Regions from separate parts of the Canis lupus genome. Here region 2 is linked to region 1. The links are chromatin contacts, called in public Hi-C maps. All regions are on one chromosome and are shown on one strand. The core of a region is the stretch at or near the end of the contact, and the rest is flanking DNA. Distances in the headings are between cores, read along the strand shown. Region 1 holds the start of PRR14 (proline-rich protein 14). Region 2 holds the start of SEPHS2 (selenophosphate synthetase 2).

The links. A called contact is a pair of places that touch in the nucleus more often than the background predicts.
Region 2: a Hi-C map of blood shows a contact between it and region 1, with 1.6 times the contacts expected there. The contact joins the promoter of SEPHS2 here to the promoter of PRR14 in region 1. A contact is called at or near these places in 2 of 9 Hi-C or Micro-C datasets (both in blood).

What each region holds. Positions count from the first base shown.
Region 1 is chr6:17,675,735-17,682,048 of UU_Cfam_GSD_1.0, reverse strand. It overlaps PRR14 (proline-rich protein 14), which reads left to right and starts at 1,772. Exons shown (of 13, transcript XM_038539800.1): 1 at 1,772-1,953; 2 at 2,489-2,674; 3 at 3,472-3,543; 4 at 3,668-3,836; 5 at 4,451-4,572; 6 at 4,645-4,831; 7 at 5,064-5,107; 8 at 5,309-5,418; 9 at 5,725-6,313. The coding sequence starts at 3,521.
Region 2 is chr6:17,827,431-17,833,618 of UU_Cfam_GSD_1.0, reverse strand. It overlaps SEPHS2 (selenophosphate synthetase 2), which reads right to left and starts at 4,220. Exons shown (of 1, transcript NM_001114736.1): 1 at 1,979-4,220. The coding sequence starts at 4,077. The coding sequence ends at 2,734.

The DNA of each region.
Region 1 (6,314 bases), core at 523-3,022:
GCCACAACCCACCTCACCGTGGCTGATCTGGAGCTCAGCCTAGAGGCTTCTGCAGACAAAAGTACTGAGCAGAGCTGGCCCAAGGGCCAGAAGGGATAGGGTACTGAGAGAAAGAAGAGGTAGTTTTGTCATTTGAATTTTACCTGTGGCCTGAGAATTTACCAGGCACATTCAGATGTGTCTTCTCATTTGATCTTGATCTTTCAAGTCTATTTTGAAATAGACATGACAAAGTTTATTGTTCCCATTTTACAAGCTAGGCCACTGAGGCCAGGAATGGTTAAGCAGATGGGAGGCCCAGGTCTAAAGCGGCCCAGAGTTTCTGGAGAATGATACATCCATGTGGCAACTTCCAGCCACATCACCTGCCCCACTGGGAGCTATGTGGGACCTCTTGCCACTGGATCAGCATACATTGGCCATGCCCTAGAGTGTGTACACAGGTGGTAGGTAAGGTAAGAGTTGTTGAAATGGTAGTCACAAAGAAGGCAGAGGTGAGACCATAAGGCTATTAGGCTCAACATTGTGGCCTGGGCTTAGAGCGAAGACATCACAGTCTACATTAGACTCCAATTTGATGAAATCAAATTCATCACCCCACCTTAGGGTCTTAGGGCTACGCCTTCCCTACTAGATTCTCAGGCCCAGGCCCTGGCCCTTTGCTTAGGCTACATCCTTTGTCCTTGGTATTGACTTCTTCAGGAGACCCAGGGAATCAAAACTCTGATTAGGCATGTTCTGCTCTTGGGAGCTTTTCTTGCCCTGTGAGGCTTGAGAGGCACCTGTTCAAACAGGAAAGTGAGGGCAGCCCTGGTGGTCCAGCAGTTTAGTGCTGCCTTCAGCCCAGGGTGTGATCCTGTAGACCTGGAATCGAGTCCCACATCGGGCTCCCTGCATGGAGCCGGCTTCTCCCTCTGCCTGTCTCTGCCTCTCTGTGTGTGTGTGTCTGTCATGAATAAATGAATAAAATCTTAAAAAAAAAAAAAAAACCAACAACAGGGAAGTGAGAGCCTACAGAGGGGCTCTCAGCTTATCAAGATTGAGAAGGTTCTCCAAGCACTCACAGCTGGATGCATCTCTGTACCCCTAAGGAACATCTTCAAGCCCCATAAAGCCAGCAGGAATCCAAGGGAGAGAGGACACTTCTAGCTGGAAGAGCTGCCACCTACTCTCATCAGAAGTCTTATCATGGATTTCCAGAGGACCCAGCAGGCCTTAGGAAGAGAGTTGGCTGTAATCCTGAGAGAGCTATCTGGATGAATCCTTGCTTCAGAGTTGGGGAGTCTTCATTTTCCACACCACCTTGCTGATTCTTTTTCTTTCTTTTTTTAAAGAAAGAGAGACACACACAGAGAGGCAGAGACACAGCAGAGGGAGATGCAAGCTCCATGCAGGAAGTCGGATGCGGGACTCCATCCGCGAACCCCAGAATAACGCCATAGGCCGAATGCAGGCGCCAAACCACTGAGCCACCCAGGGATTCTGGGTGAGCCACCCCTGATTCTGCTCTTTCTATATCATCCTCTCTGTGTCATTTTTATCACTAAGTCCCAGAAGAGAGAATTATACTGGCTGGGTACTCGGCACCCTCATCCCACAGACCCAGGATTCTAGGCTTCAGGCTTTCCTGTTCCACCAAGAAAGTAAGTACAGGGAATTCTGGGATAGGAGAATTCTGGGTATTAGTGGAAGCACAGCCTCTGGTTCGGCGGTGAAGGTGCCTTCACCGTGCAAGAAGCTACTACATCCCCACTTCCTCGCCACCAGTAGTCTGGCTCCAGGTAAAGGTTGCATGATACAGCCTCTCAAGCAGCTCGATTCCATCCCCGATCCCTTACTACTAAGGACTAGTAGTAGTAGTAGTACTGTTACTAAGGACTATTTCCCTTGACACTGGCTTCGTGGGAACCTGGAACAGAGAGGAAGGCGCTGGACACCACCGAGCACGCCAAGGTGGTTATTGATCCCCTGCGATGTCGCCCCTATACTGAGCCCTCGGCGCGGGCCGCACAAACCCCCACACCTCCGGGAAGGTCAATGTCCCCAGCCTCTTCCCAATTTCGGCTCCGCTCAGTCTCTTCGGTACATCGCTCAAACCCTGGAGCCGGAGGCGGCACTATCCCTAGTCTCAGGTTCTTAGTCCCTCCCCCCACATCTCAGCGCCTTGGGGGGACTCGAGGATTCCCGGAGGGTAGCAGAATCGCTCTCAGTGAGGCCTCTCTAGGAAATTGGGAATTTCACATGTCGTTAGTATTCAGCTCACGTTTATTAACCTAAGAACCAAAGAACCGGAAGATGCCCTTAAAAAACGTGGCGGCACTCTATTCACTACAGCTGCCTCAGTAGCTCAAGAAACTTGGTCTAGTCTTCGGCCACTGACTGGCCTTCAGAAAATGACACCATCCGGTCCACTTCGGTTCATCGAGGACAGAGCTACCTGCCCTCAGCTATAATGGCAGCGCTGCCCAATTTGGCTTCTTGCCCCTAGGGAAGATGGCTGCCAGGTGGCTTCACTTAGTTTCTCACCACTCCGGAAGACGGGGACCGGCGATTGGGCGGTGCCCGAGGGCTGCGAGAAGAAGGCCCTCGGCGGTTGGGCAGTGCTGGCTAAGGCTGGTTTTAAAGGAGCCGGAGGTGGGAGCCGTCGAAGACCCGGGATCCGCGGGAGGCGGCGGTGAGCGGCGCGCGGAGGAGGGCACCGAGCGGCTGGAGAGAGGGCGGGAGGAGGGAGGGAAGGAAACATTTGAACCATCTGGTCCTGGGCTGGGGAGAGCGCTGGGTGGGGAGCCGGGGAGGGGGGAAGGAGAGGGTCTGTGGGCGGGACCTCCCCGGATTGGAGTGAAGGGGGTATCTGCTTGACAGTGGATCCCTGGGGATCCGGACCGAGTTCGTGATGCTCAGGCTCGGGCTGCCCCTGTCTGAGTGGAGCTTTGCGGAGCCCAAACTCACAGGGAGAGGAAGATCCTCGCGGCGTCTGATTGGAGCAACCGGGCTGTAGGATTCTTTCCGCAGGGATCCAGTCTAAGGGATCCGTGGGGCGGGGGGCACCGTCAGTGTGTGGGAGTATTGCTTCGGAGTTCTTGGCCACTCGCTGGCCGTGGATGAGGATTGCAGAGGGACCCGGCGGAAAGTGAGCCTCTCAGGACCGGGATCCCAGCTGATCCTGGGGGATCTCAGGGCGGATTCTGCGGGGACAAAGGCCCCAGAAGCTCGGGCCGTGGGAGAACCGGGGCCACTGCAAGCCAGGTTCTCCTGGCAAGTGCCAGTCCGGGTGCGCGGGTGATCCACTAATCTCGGGCGACGGCAGCGGGAAGACACCCGCTCCAGGCGGCCAGCCGGGGGCGCCCTTTCACTCCCTAGGGCTCTGGCCCATGGGCTACCCGGAGCGGCGGGCTGACCATTGAAGGGCGGAGCCCCTGGGGAGGGACTGGCCCTCACTCCCCGCTCCCCCGCTCCCCCTCCCCATCCCAGGCTGCAGCCTGGGATCCCCCAGGGACTCCCCGGAGCCGCCGCTTTCCCCATGGACTTGCCCGGGGACTCGAGGTGAGAGCGCACCCCGCCCGCCTGTCTTGAGCACGGGAAACGGGGAGCCTGGCGGCCGTACCGGGGAAACCACAGAGCCAACGACAGTCTCAGGCGACCGTCCTCTGCTTCTCTCATCCTCCAGCCCACCTGGCCGGCCACGTCTGTGCCGCCAGCCCCTGGCTCGAGTACTATGGGGAGCCAGGAGCCCCAAACGGCCGAGACTGCAGTCTCTGGCGGCCCCTTCACCTTTGGAAAAGGCCTCTCGGAGGGTCCTGGCTGTGGTGCTGGAAGATGTTATGACTGCCCACATGGTGAGCCCCTTGAACTGAGAGGCCTCCTTCCTCCCTCTGGTCCCCTCTTCAGTATCAAAGTCAGACCAGATCACTAATGAGGATAGTTGAGATCCAGATACCTCATTCTCACACCCATTGCTCAGGCAGCCTCCCTAATGCTAGAGTTCTATTTGGCTCTTGCTGAATCTACCTATATTTGGACAGGGTCTCTAGTGCCCATTCCCCGCCATCAACCGTGTTGGGCATAGAACCACATGGCTACAACTCTCTAAGTATGAGAAACCCTTGCTTTCTTCCCCAGCCCAACTTCCAAGCTATTCTTGGGAAGCAGGCTGAGGTCTTTAGCTCCATTGCACAGGTTAGGAAAACAGGCCCAAAATAGGGCAGTGACTCACCTAAGGTCACTCCTTTTCATTTCTCCAAACAGCCTGGGTGAGATTACTGCAGCTCAGGACACTATAATATCTGGCCCTGGAACTGATTCCGTTCAACTCATTTCTTTGGGTTCTTAAGTGAATTCTAGCCACAATCTCTATCACTTTTGTGGCATACGGCACTGTTAGGTTCAGTGAGGTCCTGTCCTGTCCCATCTCATTTCATCACCTTGCTCTTGACACTTCCTTCTCAATTAGGTTCCCCTGGTGCCCCAAGAAGAGACTACCACCCTACGGCACCGCAGCAACCAGCGGGATTCTATCCAAAGCCAGCCACCTGCTTCACCACCCCAACAGGCCACATGGTCCTCACAGACCAGGTGAGTATGGCAGGTTGAAGGGTAAACTAGGGGCATAACTGAGCCCCTCTGATCTTTCTGTTTTCTCTCTAGGTCTCCTGACCCACTGCACTTATGTCGAGAGCCCTTGAGCCGCATCCACCGGCCTTCTACTCTGAAGCGGCGATCAAGGACAACCCATGGCCCAGAGGAGGGCCCTTCAGAAAAGGAGGACTGGGTCCCCCAGCCCACTCTGGTGGTGATGCTAGAAGACATTGCTAGCCCAAGACCCCTGGCTGAGGTATGAGAATTTTGGGGTAAGGATGTCAGGGGTTCAGCTGGGGTAGATTTTGCTCAGAGCAAGGAGAACAGCATTTTAGATGGAAGACACTGAGGAAAGACCTGTAGGAAAAAGTCTTGGGTGTGAATGCTGGCAGGGTTCTGGAGACTTGAGAGGGTCAGAACGTGAGGAGCTAAAAAGGCCAAAGGGGGCTTCCCTGCCTCCCCCCAAAACATCCTTTGTTTACATCCAGGGCTTTGCTGACAAGACTCCCAACTTCATCATCCCAGCGAGAAGGTGAGAGGGCTGGGGAAGGGATTATCAAAATGTCCAGACAGCAACTGTTATCCCAGGAGCTAAAGCTAAAGGCATCAGAATTTACCTGTCGGATCCTTCCTTATAACACCTTCAGAAGCTTTCAGGGAAGAGGAGGTGCTGGCTCAGGTGGGATCTGGACCTGAAACCTCCCTGAGCCTTTATTTTGCCCCTTTACCCCAGAGCCGAGTCCATGACGATTGTTCACCAGTCAGTGCCTCCGTCCAGGGACCTGGATCCCCCATTCCAGCCATCTGCCCTGCCTGAAGGCCCTCCGGAGAGCCCACCACCAGGTAAGGACTCAGAGGGATAAGATTTAGGGCCCTGGAAAATCCTGGCTGAGCTTAAAAGTATCAGGGGCAGAGGCGGGGGTGGGGCTTAACTCCCCCCCCCCCCCATGGGAGCTTGGTGTGTGAAGTTGGGGTGTAGACTTCAGAGGCCTGATGTTCAATTCCTAAATTTAGGGCTTAGTATTTTAGGTGTGGGTTTATACTTCTGTGGGCAAAGGTTAGTGTCTGGGGGAGGGGCTGAGTCCACTGAAGTAGGGCTTAGACACTTGCAGCCAAGGAATGCCCACCTGAGCCTCTCCTTTTCCTCAGCCCCAGATCCTGTACTGGAGCCCCCATCGATCCCACCGCCGTCCAGCCTTTTACGCCCCCGCCTCAGTCCCTGGGGCTTGGCCCCCCTCTTCCGTTCTGTCCGCTCCAAGCTGGAGAGCTTTGCTGACATCTTCCTCACGCCCAACAAAGCCCCACGGCCCCCACCCCCATCACCCCCCATGAAGTTGGAGTTGAAGATTGCCATCTCAGAGGCTGAGCAGTCTGGGGCCACTGAGGACACTGCGTCTGTCAGTCCCCGGCCCCCTATCCACCAGTGGCGGGCCCAAGACCACAGTCCCCCAGCACCTCTCTCTAAGCCCTCTCTGGGCCGAAGCCACTCCTGCCCTGATCTGGGGCCCCCTGGCCCAGACACCTGCAGCTGGCCCCCCACTCCACACCACCCAAGCCGGTTACGGCCCCGGCGGCACACTGTGGGTGGTGGAGAGATGGCCCGAGCCCCACCACCCCCTCGGCCCTGTCTCCGGAAAGAGGTCTTCCCTCTTGGAGGAGTGGGAGTCTCTCCTCCCCTCATCACATCTTGCTCATCCACTGCGTCTACTTCCTCCTTCTCTGAACCTGCAGAACCCAGG
Region 2 (6,188 bases), core at 2,971-5,470, 150 kb before region 1:
CTCGGTCCATTTTCCTCTTCCTGGAAGCCTTCAGGCTCCTATCTTCTAGTGTCCTGCCTGTTCCAGGCTGATTGCTCTCTAGGCTTTCTGGAGAACCATTACCTTAAGACCTCCCTTCACCTTGTGCTTGCATGGGTTTCCTAAACCTTGTTTTTCTTTCCCAGTTTGCCACCTTATTTTTCTAGAGCACATCTTCCAGTAGTTTCTTGAGAAAGAATGCATAGGATGAAACCACTTTGATACTTTGAAAAATGTTGCTAGGTATAGAATTATACAGAGAAAATAATTTACTCTCAGGATTTCAAAGGTGTTACTTCATTGTCTTCCAGTTTCCAATTCCCTGTTGAGAAGTCTGATATCATTCTTATTGCCAGACCTTTCTACATGTTCTTCCCCTCACCCCAGAAAGTTTGAGGAGAGTATGATTAGAAGCCTAGACTCTGGGGGCATCTGGCTGGCTCAGTTAGTGTGGAGCATGCAACTCTTGATCGCGGCATTGTAAATTTGAGCCCCACATTGGGTGTAGAGATTACTTAAAAATAAAATCTTAAAAAAAAAAAAAAGAATGGACTCTGGATTCACTCTGCCTAGCAGATGTCCTGTGCAACTTTGAACAAATTTCTTAATCTCTTTGCACCTCAGCTTCCTGATTTGCAAAATGGGGTTGTTGGCAGCTTAAATGAATTTATATAAAACACTTCTCTTTATCACAGCCATTTTAAAATGTAATAAAATTAGTGTAGGTCATTTCTCATTCACTATGCTGGGAAGTCAAGAGATGTGACAGAGATTTATAGTACTTTTTAAATTTTAGAAAACTTTCTTATAGTTTCACGTATTTTTTTCTTCCATTTACTTTATTATCTTTTTGGAATTCCTCCTACATGTTGAACCTCCTGGCTCACCTCTAATTTTCATACATTTGTTTTCTTCTATTGTGCATCTTTTTGTTGTTCTACCTTCTGATTTCCTCAACTTTATCTTCTAAATATTCTATTTAAAAATGTTAGCTATATTTTACATTCTAAATGCTTTGTTCTCTTTTTATGAACCCTTGATCTTCTTTACCTCTGCTTTTTTTTTTTTTTTTTCCTTCTTCTGCTCTTGGTATTGTCTTTTTACCGAGTTTTTAGTTTTCTTTGACTTTTTTTTTTAAAAGAGGCTTGCCTCAAATGTCTGGTGATCCTTGACTGCTTCTGTTTAAGAATGACGCATTGAGTTGCTTGAGTTAAACTTTTCAACTGGGAGGCTTCCTGGTAGAGATTTTCACAGGGGGCTCCCTAAATGTTTATAGGTCTTTTTTCTGGGCATTCTTTTTCTCCAGAGGAGCAAAGGTGGTATAAGCTTCCTGGACAGTGTTTTTAATAGCTAAGGTGAGGAAGGGGATTGGGGTAGTCTTGTTTTTCAGCCCTTATTATTTTTGGTCAGGCCCCTTGTGTGGTGTCCCCAGCTTTGCAGTATTTTTAAAATTCGTCTCCCAGAAAGTAAACCTCTCCTTACCTACAAAGGTGAGATGCAGTCATCTAAGTGACATGGGGGAGAGGTTTGTGAACTTCAAAGATCTAATTATAATTACTCTGTATATAAACTTTCAGTGTCTTTATCCCCACCCTGACCCCTTAGTACCTCCAGAGCATATCTCCTTGCTTCCTGTTCATATTTCCCAACTCTGAAGGCATTTACTTTGGCTTCCTCTATTATGCTAAGTCAGTTACTCTTCTTCCACCTACTTTGAATCTTCCAAGAAGTATTGATTCCTCTCCCACCCTGTAGTCCTTGGGGTTAATGCTTGTTTTGGGTACTTTGCTATCAACTCAGGGGAACGGTGCAAACGTAAATCTAGGTGTTAAATCCTCTGGTCCTGAATCAGGGAAAACATTCTCACTCTCCACTTGCCAGACTGTAAGTGTGTCAATTGATTCATTTTATAAGACTGTAAAAAGTTCAGAATTCCAAGAATCCAAACATTAGGCAGAAGAGTTTTTCCACAAAGTCCTTTTTATTTATTTCACTAGAAATTACTCTTTATTGATTAAATCACCAGGAATTTTCAGCACAAGATTGAACATCTTAATAACCACTGAGGTTTGGGCTCTGGGGCTTACTCTGCCTCTCCCAGTCCTAAAAGGGGTTTAGAGGGAGAAACGTCATTAACAGAGACCAAATCAGATGGTTGCAGGTCCTCCTTTCCCAGTCATTGGACAAGCTGCTCAATTCTTGTCCAGAGCAGGAAAGAGCCAGTACTTGAGAAAAATCTAATAAAGAATTTGACAATACAATATAAGATCTCTCTTAACAATTTAGATTTATCAACAGCATTGGTCCAAACTTATTTGCTTCTGATCTAAATCATTTTGCAATTTACCTCTTTTGGTGTGTATGTAATTTTAATACATAACCTAACTCCCTGTGCAGACATGAATCAACCCAGTGCCAAGAAAAATCCCTCAAACTAGAATAGAATAGCCTCATCCTGCTCTTGGAAAGAACAGAGGTTTTTCTGCTCCTCTTCCACATACAAGATGAACAAATCTCCCCCTGAAGTCCCAAATGTTACTTCTGGCCTTGGAATGTGCAGCTTGTGATGGGCTGATTCAAATCACCTCGAAAGGGCAGCTGGAACTACTATGCAGGCAGCCTTCTTTGGAAATTTCTTCTTAAAATAACGTTTTGAGAATCATTCATGATTGCGTACAAAGGCTCTAAGGTCCAAACAACTTCTGCTATTCCATCTCACGAGCTAGGCTCAGAGGAGGCATTGGAATTGTCAGGAGCAAGAGCAGTAGCAGTGGCCCCACGAGGTAGGACCTCAATAACTCGAGGCTTGTCAATAATCCGGGCTGTCCGGTTTCCCTTTTCCACAATACCGACGATCCATGCCTGGTGACCCTCTCCATACTTGGAAGATTTTATTTCAGAACAAAAGCGAGCTGCCTGTTCTCTTGGCAGACAAATCAGCAATCCACCAGAAGTTTCCGCTGAGGTTCCTTGAAGGAGCCCAAAGCGCCCACTGGCCTTGCTGATGGCAGCCATCTTGGCGATGATTGGCAGATTATGAATAACAAAGGACACCTCGTTTCTTTGTTGTTTTGCAAGGTTCTGAGAGTGTCCCAGAATGCCAAAACCGGTGATATCTGTGGCTGCATGTGCATTAAACGTGTGCATTAATCCAGCAGCAGTTCTGTTCAGGGTAGCCATATTGAACATGGCTTCCTGATAAGCCAGCTCTACCTCTTCCCTGGAGACCACCATATTTATTTTATTCCATCTCTCAGGGTTATCTAGCCATTGGTGGGCATTAACAGCAACTTGGGTTCCTAGGGGTTTGGTTAACACGAGCACATCCCCAACAACGGCGCTGTCAGGCATGATGAATTCATTTGGCTGACATACCACAGTGGCAACCCCACCGACAATAATCCAAGGGTTTACCACTGTCTGTCCGCCAGTCACTGCAGTCCCTCCTTCCTCAGCAGCGTCGCGAAAGCCTTTGATCATAAGGGGTGTTATCTTCTCTCGTTCCTCCTCAGTCATACTCTGGCTAACGCTGAGTAACATCAACATGTTGTCACATTCAGTAATGCCCATGGCATAGAGGTCACTCAGCACGTTGGCACACGCTATGCGCCCCATCATGTAGGGATCTTCCACCAAGGGGTAAAAGAAGTCCGTGGTCTGCACCAGGGACAGGCCCCCGTGCCTCAGGGGGATGACGCAGGAGTCCATCCCGATGCCCAGGGCTGGAAAGGTGGGGTTGGGATCCGCCCCGGCCGGCACGCCGCCTTCCTGGGCCGCCTCTTCATGGCTTCCGACCAGGCCCAGGCCCAGAGGGGGCCGCACTTCTGGCCGCGTCAGTCCCGCCAGGAGTTTGAGCAGCGTCTCCTGGGGGACCTTGCAGCCTCAGCCCTTCATGCCGGAGAAGCCCGTCAGCCGCCAGCTGGGGCTGAGGCCCAGCGCCTGGGGCTCGAAGGGCCGGTAGCTCGAGAAGCCCCGGCCCAGAGACAAGCCCGCGGAGCCCGAGCCTTCCGCCGCCGCCGCCACCTCGCCGCCGGCGCCCGTCGCCGCGGCTTCCGCCATCGCGCCTGCCCCGCAGGGAGGGAAGAGGAGAGAGGAGGGGAGCGCCCTTGTATCTTCTACTCCAGTTACTACGGACTAACAGATATTACCGCAGAGATTCTCCCCGGCACGACTCGCGCCACCGGACTCACGCCACCCCGCGCGCTCCTGGCCTTCCTGAGGGAGGAGCTGCCGGCCTCCCCCTACTTATAGCCCCGCTGATTGACAGCCGTGCTAGCCAATGACGACTCCGCTACCGAGAGGCGGGCTTCCTTTGGTCTAAAAGCTAAATTACAAATCAACCAGCAGCTTGCGAAATTGGTCGGGGAGAGATTACCCGCAAGTGCTTGGGTTCGCTCCCCTAGATGTAATTTAAACGATCTCTTGGGAGTGGCTGGCGGAATCTGCTCCCCTAGAGGCAGTTTACCAAGGGCAGTTTCGAATATAAAGAAGATCGGTCGCTTGGCAGATCTCCCGTAGGGCAGAATTGTCCACGGGTCGTTTGACTGCGCTCGTGACCAGTCCAGGAGAGAAAAAGAGCCCAGGGAAAAATTCGGAAAGAATAATGAGAAGTTAGGGATCCCTGGGTGGCGCAGCGGTTTGGCGCCTGCCTTTGACCCAGGGCGGGATCCTGGAGATCCCATGTCGGGCTCTCGGTGCATGGAGCCTGCTTCTCCCTCTGCCTATGTCTCTGCCTCTCTCTCTGTGTGACTATCATAAATAAAATAAAATAAAATAAAATAAAAAAAGAAATCTCAGAATAATGAGAAATTAGATATTAAGTTACTACCATCAAGCAAGCAAAGCTTAGCATCAAAATAATGAAATGTTAAAATGGATTTGAAGGAATTTTAAAACTCGGGCTGGCTCGCTCTGTCGGAAGAGCATGCGACTCTAGATCTCAGGGTCGTGACTTCCAGCCCTACACTGGGGGTAGAGATTACGTTTTAAAAATATGATCCTAAAGTCTTTTAAGACTCTTGCGTCTACCACTAACTGCCCGTGTGAGTCACTTTCCTCCCCCCTCCCCCTCCCCCCGCAGCAGTTCACTCATCTGGACAACAAAGTGGCTTACCTTGTTTTGTTCTAAAATTTCTTTTTTAAAAAATATTTTATTTTATTTATTCATAAGAGACACACACGCAGAAGCAGAGACATAGGCAGAGGGAGAAGCAGGCTCCATGCAGGGAGACCCATGTGGGACTGGATCCCAGGATACCAGGACCCAATCTGAGTTGAAGGCAGACGCCCAACCGCTAAGCCACCCAAGCTCAGAAATTCTAAAATTTCTGTATCTCTTTAAATTAGTATATATAAGAATCTGTGATGGATCCATTATGAACAATTTGCCAATATCTATTAAGATTATAACTACAGGGCAGCCCGGGTAGCTCAGCGGTTTAGCGCCACCTTCAGCTCAGGGCCTGATCCTGGAGACCCGAGATCGAGTCCCACGTTGGGCTCCCTGCAGAGAGCCTGCTTCTCCCTCTGCCTGTGTCTCTGCCTCTCTGTCTCTCTGCCTCTCATGAATAAATAAATAAAATCTTTTTTTTTTTTTTTTAATTAGAAAGTAAGGGGATCCCTGGTGGCTCAGCGGTTTGGCACCTGCCTTTGGCCCAGGGCGCGATCCTGGAGTCCCGGGATCTAGTCCCGCGTCGGGTTCCCTGCATGGAGCCTGCTTCTCCCTCTGCCTGTGTCTCTGCCTCTGTGTGTGTGTGTGTGTGTGTGTGTGTGTCTATCATAAATAAATCTTTAAAAAAATCCTATTAAAATTTTTTAAATAAATAAATAAATAAAAACTGCACATAATACCTTTGACTCAGCAGTTCCAATTCTAGGATTTTACACTACAGATGTACTCACCAGCTATGTGTAGGAAATGATAGGTTTGTCTTGTTTTGTTTTGTTTTTCTGTGTTGTTTGTAATATCAACATGCTGGAAACAACTTAAATGTTTTATCAATTATGATTAAAATAAATTGTGGTATAATTATGTAATAGACTACCCAAGCAACTTTAAAACAGAATGAGAAAACACTGATGTAATTATATTGATAATAGTTACAATTCTAAGAAGCACAGTTCTAAATGCTTTAGTATATTAACTTAGTTCTTTTTTTATATTACCTTAG